2 separate regions of the Sus scrofa genome follow, and region 2 is linked to region 1. Evidence: chromatin contacts called from public Hi-C data. All regions are on one chromosome and are shown on one strand. Each heading gives the region's core, a stretch centred on a gene start, on an enhancer-like site or on the middle of the called end of the contact. The rest is flanking DNA. Distances are from core to core; before and after follow the strand shown. Region 1 overlaps FAM117A (protein FAM117A). Region 2 holds the start of KAT7 (lysine acetyltransferase 7).

Region 1 (3,214 bases), core at 242-2,741:
CTCGCAGCAAGGAGGGCGGGGGCGACCGCAACCACCTGCCTGTGTGGCCATCGCCCACCGTGGCCCAGCGCCAGAAAAGCCCAGCTCAAAGCGCTTGGGGGCCAGCTCTGAGAGGCCAGCTGACCCGGTGGAGGGCACTCCAGAAAAGGGGAAGCATGTTGAGATTGACCTAGACAATCCTCCGAGGCGCAAAGAAACCTCTAGATAATGGTGACATCACCCGAGAGCCTTCCTAGTCCTTGCTGACTGGCCCCTCCGTGTCCAGCTCCCACTGCACCCAAGTGCTTCCTAACAGCCACCAAGCTGTCCCCCGGGCGACCTGGCCACCCTGCTCCCGTCGTGTACCCTGGCTCAGAGCAGGCAGCAGCCCCGAAGCACACCATCACTCATCACCGCATCCACAAGCCATTTCCCGAATAAGATCCATCCATCTCTCTCCCTCACCTGCCCCCGATATTTGGGGAAGCCAGCGCTCCATGTCAGACTCTAAATTGCCTGGGAACCACCCATGCTATCCTTCGTGCCTGCCTATGAGCTTAAGCCCCAGCTGAGCCCAGGGAGGGAACAGCAGGACAGGTGGCCACCTGCTTTGTTCAAAAACCCAGGGCTTTTAACCCCACCTCTTGCCTTGTAAGAAGCCTTAAGGACGCAGTGTGCCTGGATGTCTAAATGGCAGGTCTTCGGCCATGAAACTTGCAGGGCTCTTCCTTGCTTGGGTGCTGGTGGTGGCAGGGGGCGGGTGGGGGGAAGCCAAGCTGCTCGGCTGCTGTCCTTCCTGCAAGCTCTGCCCCGGGAGGGCCAGGCTGTGTCCAGAGACACATTCCACAGCTGGCTCAGGATGTGAGTTGGGGTGGGGGGCAGAAGGGAGGGCCTGCCAGAGGCGTGGATGTACCACACTGGTGTGGCCAGAAGAGAAGGCACAGAAGGGGAGGGGAGGGGTGGGAACAGCCCCGCCTCGAGCTCAGAGGCATGAGGGAAAGGCGCTGGCATCCCTTATTTTTAGCAACTTAAAAGCTTTCAAGGGCTTTGTTAGATCCTGCCTCCCTACCTCCCCTCTGCTCTTCCATCTCCCCAGAAAACCTCTCCCTCATCCCCAGTCCTTTCTGGGTGAGGTCGGGCTGAGCTGGGAAGGGGCATCTGTGATTGAGGGAGCGGCTCAGGTCTCATGGCATCAACGCCAGTGTTGAAGGAGGTAGCTTGTGCCAGGCCAGGGCGCTCAAGCAGGCATTTGAATGCAGCCCAAAACCTAGAAGCAGAAAATTCCCAGGAGGCCAGGAATGAAAGATGGGGCAGAGTGCATACTTGGGCTGGGATGCCTACGTTGATCAGAACTCTCCCATCTCCTGACTGCAGCCACAATATTGACAGGTTGCTAAGAGTTCCTCGAGGGCTGGAGCCCATCCCAGGGAAAGAGGAAAGCTGCATGGCTTGGCCTTGCCAGACCCACGGAGGCGCATCGCTGACCTCTGTCTTGCTGTGGCAAGAAGCCCAGACTTGTTACATAAAAGATCTGGCCTGCAGCTGGAGCCTGAGCAAAAACACACAGCCTAGAGCCCATGCCTCTCAATCCGGCCAGAGAACATCTGAGGCCAAGCCTGCCCTGAGTTGACAAAGAGAATGCTATCTGAGGAGTGGGGTGGGGGCTTCCTAGAAGGCTGGTAGCAAGAAATGAGAGGGATACAGGGATACGAGGATGGAGGCAGGGAGCTGCGTGGGAGCCCATGTCTGATGAAGGGGGATGCCAGCATGAGCTTACACCACTGGAAGCAACCTCAAGTCCTGCTCCTCCAGGAAGCCCTCCATGACTAGACACGCTTGGACTAAACATTCCTCGGGAAAAAGAAAGGGGTGTGTGCTCCAGGCCTGTGAATGGGAAGCATAACCTACCCCCCTTGCCCTTTTTGGGGGTGGGGGGGCAGGGATCAGCAGTGACCCGGGCTCCCAAGAAGTCGGCCTACTCTGCCTGCTACGTGGGGCGTGCTCCCCCTTCAAACCTCTCCCCAGAGTGAAAGAGCGCCATCGGTTTTTAACTGCGGCAAACTCTTGTTGGTCCAAGGTGGTGTGTTCCCAGGAGAAGCCCCCTCCTGTAAACTGTGCCAGACACTCGGCGCTCCGTTCCCTGGCCTTCATGGAGCTGGCATCCAGACTCACCAAGGCCAAATCTTGTTCTCATTTCCTGGTTCTTCCCTCCGACCTGCCAAGAACAGGACTGGGCATTCAAACATTCACTAATAACATCTGAAAACGGATCTCATTTAAAAAATAAATAAAAGAAAGCGGCTGACGACGCGATGTGCTCAGCAGAGCACGACGGGGGACGTGAGAGCAGAAAACCCTTTGCCATTTGGCCGCCACCCCACCTCCGACGACGCAGGCGGGGCAGGCACGCTCCAGCAGCGGGTGAAGGAAGGGCGGCTGGCCTGGCATCCCCCAGGATTCGGGCTGCCTCTGAGCCTGTGTTCTCCCCACCCTGTTTCCTCTTTCCTGAGAACAGCTCATTTGTTCGGAAGCTGAACAGGAATGGGTTTAAACTGCCACAAAAGTGAGAGAAGAGTTGACTCTTCAAAACGTCACTGCTGAGAAGGTTGAAGTTCTGAGTCGGATGAAGAAATACCTTTGTATAATTTCACATACAGAGTTCCCACAGTGGCACAGCGGCAATGAATCTGACTAGGAACCATGAGGTTTCAGGTTCGATCCCCACCATGGGTTAAGGATCTGGCATTGCTGTGAACTGCGGTGTAGGTCTCAGACGCGATTCGGATCCCATGTTGCTATGGCTGTGGTGTAGGCCGGCAGGCGCAGCTCGGATTGGACCCCTGGTATGGGAACCTCCACATGCCGCGGGTGCAGCCCTAAAAAGACAAAAAAAAAAAAGAACAAAGCAGACTTGCTTAACTATAAAACCATAAATAAAAGCACAAGATATGGAGTTTCCGTCGTGGTGTAGTGGAAATGGATCCGACTAGGAACCATGAGGTTGCAGGTTTGATCCCTGGCCTTGTTCAATGGGTTAAGGATTTGGCGTTGCTGTGAGCTGTGGTGTAGGTCGCAGACACAGCTCAGATCCTGCGTTGCTGTGGCTGTGGCGTAGGCCGGTGGCTATAGCTCCAATTAGACCCCTAGCCTGGGACCACTCCACATGCCATGGGTGTGGCACTAAAAAATAAATAAATAAATAAAATAATTTTACAAACGAGATGACTGCTTAGGC
Region 2 (3,268 bases), core at 118-2,617, 60 kb after region 1:
AAATAAGTTCTTTTGTGCAGTTCAACCTAAGTAGGCCATTTAAAGGTGTTTATGGTAAACATTAAAACCTAAATACTAACAGCTGCCTGTGTTATTACCAGCCCAGGATACACCCAAGGAGAGTGCTAAATAAGGGTCTGGAACTCTAATCCTTCTGAGTCCTCTGCTTAGCACAACAATCAGATGTTTACCTTCTGCTGCTTTGTTCTTTAGTTCAGCTCCAGGGGGAAATCTCCATCTTAGCTAGCCTCAGGTGAAACGGGCTCCAGGATCCTAACTTAATGACTCTTGGATTTTTTTTTTTTTTTTTTCCTCCCAGTCTCTGGGCAAAGCTTTACTCCACACAAGGCTTTTCTCCCAGCGAGGTTAAATCCTCAACGCTTGCTGTTCACTTCTCAGCCTTTTCTTACCGCTCTTCTGCCAACCTTACATCTTCCACCAACTTCTCCTTTCTAGGCAGCTAACATCAATGCCTTTCTGAGCTCCAGCTTTACTAAAAATATTCCTTCCTCTTCCTCCAACTCCTGACTCAAGCGTCTGGATTTCGAGAGGTCACTTGGGCTAATGGGGTTCAATGCTTTTCCAACTCTGGTACCGCGCACGCGCGCACACACACACACACACACTCATCCCGAGGGCCACCCAAGGCTCTCAAACCCATACAGGATGAGGGGACGAAGTGGGTGTGCTCACCACAGAGCTAAACTGGTAATTCTTTGGAGCAACAGTTTCTGGAGAATGGTTGTGTCTCCTTTCGCGAGTGAACGGATCAACATACTTGCGGTTCGCTAAAGGCAAGGACAATGTCTCCTCTACCAGACAAGAAACTTCTTCATGAAGGACGCTACCTTCTTTCTGTCCTTTCACAAGCCCCCATTCCCAGCACTGTGAGACACCGAATGGCTCTTAAAATAGTTTCTTGTGCAAAATAGCCCTTCCCAATTTTGAGTTTATGTGATAAAGGGAAACGTCCTTTAGCCAATTCGGCGACTAAGGGGTTAAACCTCAGCAACCTGATGGATTCTGGGGCTTTCTTTCCTCGACTTCAGAAATTAAAACCAAAGGGAAGGGAAATTTTGCCCATTGTAAAGATGAGAACTGTTAACTTCAACTGTCAGGCTTCTGCCCCAAACAGGAATGGCTACCCACGCCTACAGAGGATGCCATTCCCCTAACTAAAAATGGCGGGCCCCAGTTTCCACTGTCGCTGCCACTTTCTGCCCAATTCCAAAATGGCTCCCGCTAGCCTCACCGGAGGGGGAAACCTCCCAGAATCCTCTCTGGCCCTAACGTCAGGTGACGCAAGCCTCAGCCGGAAGTGGAGGAAAAAGCGCCTCAGCCCGCGGCGCCTGCGCAGAAAGGTCTAGACGCTGTGAAGCAGGAGGCACTTGGGATCGTCCGCAGGATTGGGACTGCTACAGAGGCCGCCACGGAGCCCGCCGGAGCCACCGTTCCCACTGCTGCTGCCGCCGCTGCCCGAATCGGAACCGTCGGGCCGCAGCCGCCGGCAATGCCGCGAAGGAAGGTGAGAGGAACGGGACAGGAGGGATGGCGGGTTTCTAAAGGGCAGTCGATTGAGAAGAGTGACGCAGTTGGCCACGCCTCACAGTGGTTGGGTTCCAACTTCCCGCTTCCCTGAACCTAGCTCAGCAACCCTCGCTTCTGTCCATACCCAACAGAAAAATGTGGGCCCGACTGTGGCCTCGGCCTATGCTTGCACCTATTCCCGCCCTCTGCTTGCCTGGCTCGGAGGCGTTCTTCTCGGCAATTGGTCGCTGAAACGTCTAGAAGCATGTTGATTGGCTGGCGACACCGCCCATTTGGGCCCAACGGTCACCTCCCCGCGTGTGGGGGCGGTGTCTAGGCCCGGCTCTACCGCTCTCCGACTGGATGTAGAGAACGATCCCTCTTCTCTTGATTGGCGGGGCTTGGCAGTCTGTCCTGTGGGGGCGCGGTTTAGCGGGACCGCGATTGGGTGGCACGAGTCCCCTCCCATCCGTATGGTGATGCTCATAGGAGGAGAGGCGGGGTTTGGGGAGTATCCTTCCTTTCCCCGCGGAGGACACAACAAAGCAGAGGACTGGGTGGTAGAGAAGCAGCGCCCACTCCCGAGGGATCCCTTCCAGGCCTGTTGCACCTAAGCTGCGGTTTTCCCTTATGTGCTTAGTTGGACAGCGCCTAGAAAATGAAGTTCGTAAATCGGAAACTTCCTAGAATTAAATGGGACTTGACGATGTCATCTAGGGACACCCCCATCCCTTTTCTCAGCTAAGCAGAGGCTTAAGGGAGTGCCCCAAGCCACTCAATTAGGCAATGACAGAGCCTGGACTACAGGACAAATCTAATTCAGTTCAACAAACGTTTATTGACTCTTCGCTATGTGCTGGTTGCCGAGGACTCGAAAATTAATTAGACATGATCACTGGCTTAAGGAATCAGAGTCTGAGAGGAAAACAGACATTTAAATAACTGTAGAAGGGTTTAGTAAATTCTCTACTTGGCAGTAATAAAGATTAATGGGAGGGAAGTGGAGCAATTTAATCTGCTCTGGAGTAAGATGGGAAGTAGTTGGTGAAAGCAGTAGAGGAGAGCTGAGCTCCAGGGTCATGCCAGGAAGGGATGGGCAGAGATGATTAGGGATTCAAATAGCTGGGTAATTGGATTGGATGACCTTTAAGACTCCCCTTTCATCTTAATTTTTGGTGATTCTCTGTGGATCCTCCACTCATTTCCTGGCAGATTATCCTTGAAATATTTGGAACGCTGGGTGGTGGTCTTGCTCATTTCTGCAGAAATCTTTCTCTTCACAGAGGCTTTCAAATATTTACATTTTTTAATGTCTCCAAAATGACCTACATTGATAGGTGGTATTTATGTTAAGGCTCACCAAATAGTACTGGTGTCTTGGAATAGGCCCACAGTCTCCTTTTTGCAATCCCCAAGTACAAAGAGTTCTTGAAAATGTGTGTTTTTTAGTAACTTATTTCTTGGCAGAACCTGTTCTAAACTGTTCTGAGGCTATTTACAGTTTTTGTGTCTCATTTAGTGTGATTGTACATATATTTTGCTGCAGAAAGGGTGTTATTTGCAGGATGTATGCAGACTATTCCTTTCTAAAAAATTATGAATTCTAAACACATCTGATCCTAAGGGGGCTTTTTGTTTGTTTTTGCTTCTTGTATGTTTTTTTTAAGCAAATGCATCTCTCTTTATGGTTTAAAATTTTTTTTGCTTTTTTTTTTAGGGGTGCATCTGTGGCATACAGAGG

The links. Hi-C and Micro-C count contacts between places; a contact is called where the count stands out from the background.
Region 2: a contact with region 1 is called in a Hi-C map of skeletal muscle, with 7 times the contacts expected there. The contact joins the promoter of KAT7 here to the enhancer-like site in region 1. A contact is called at or near these places in 3 of 5 promoter capture datasets (fetal liver, fetal skeletal muscle and liver), 10 of 47 Hi-C or Micro-C datasets (embryonic fibroblasts, fetal liver, heart right ventricle and 5 more) and 2 of 2 datasets of contacts at active chromatin or transcription factors (alveolar macrophages and skeletal muscle).

What each region holds. Positions count from the first base shown.
Region 1 is chr12:25,909,795-25,913,008 of Sscrofa11.1, forward strand. The region is part of intron 2 of FAM117A (protein FAM117A); the gene reads right to left. Among named protein-coding and RNA genes, the nearest start is that of SLC35B1, 23 kb to the left of the region's middle. Within about 2 kb of position 1,492, at least 25 of the 83 cell types and tissues checked have an H3K27ac peak or open chromatin away from gene starts, as enhancers often do. A contact at or near this core is called in fetal skeletal muscle, liver, omental adipose tissue and 3 more, where this site is marked.
Region 2 is chr12:25,969,609-25,972,876 of Sscrofa11.1, forward strand. KAT7 (lysine acetyltransferase 7) reads left to right here and starts at 1,368. Exons shown (of 15, transcript NM_001195359.1): 1 at 1,368-1,525. The coding sequence starts at 1,511.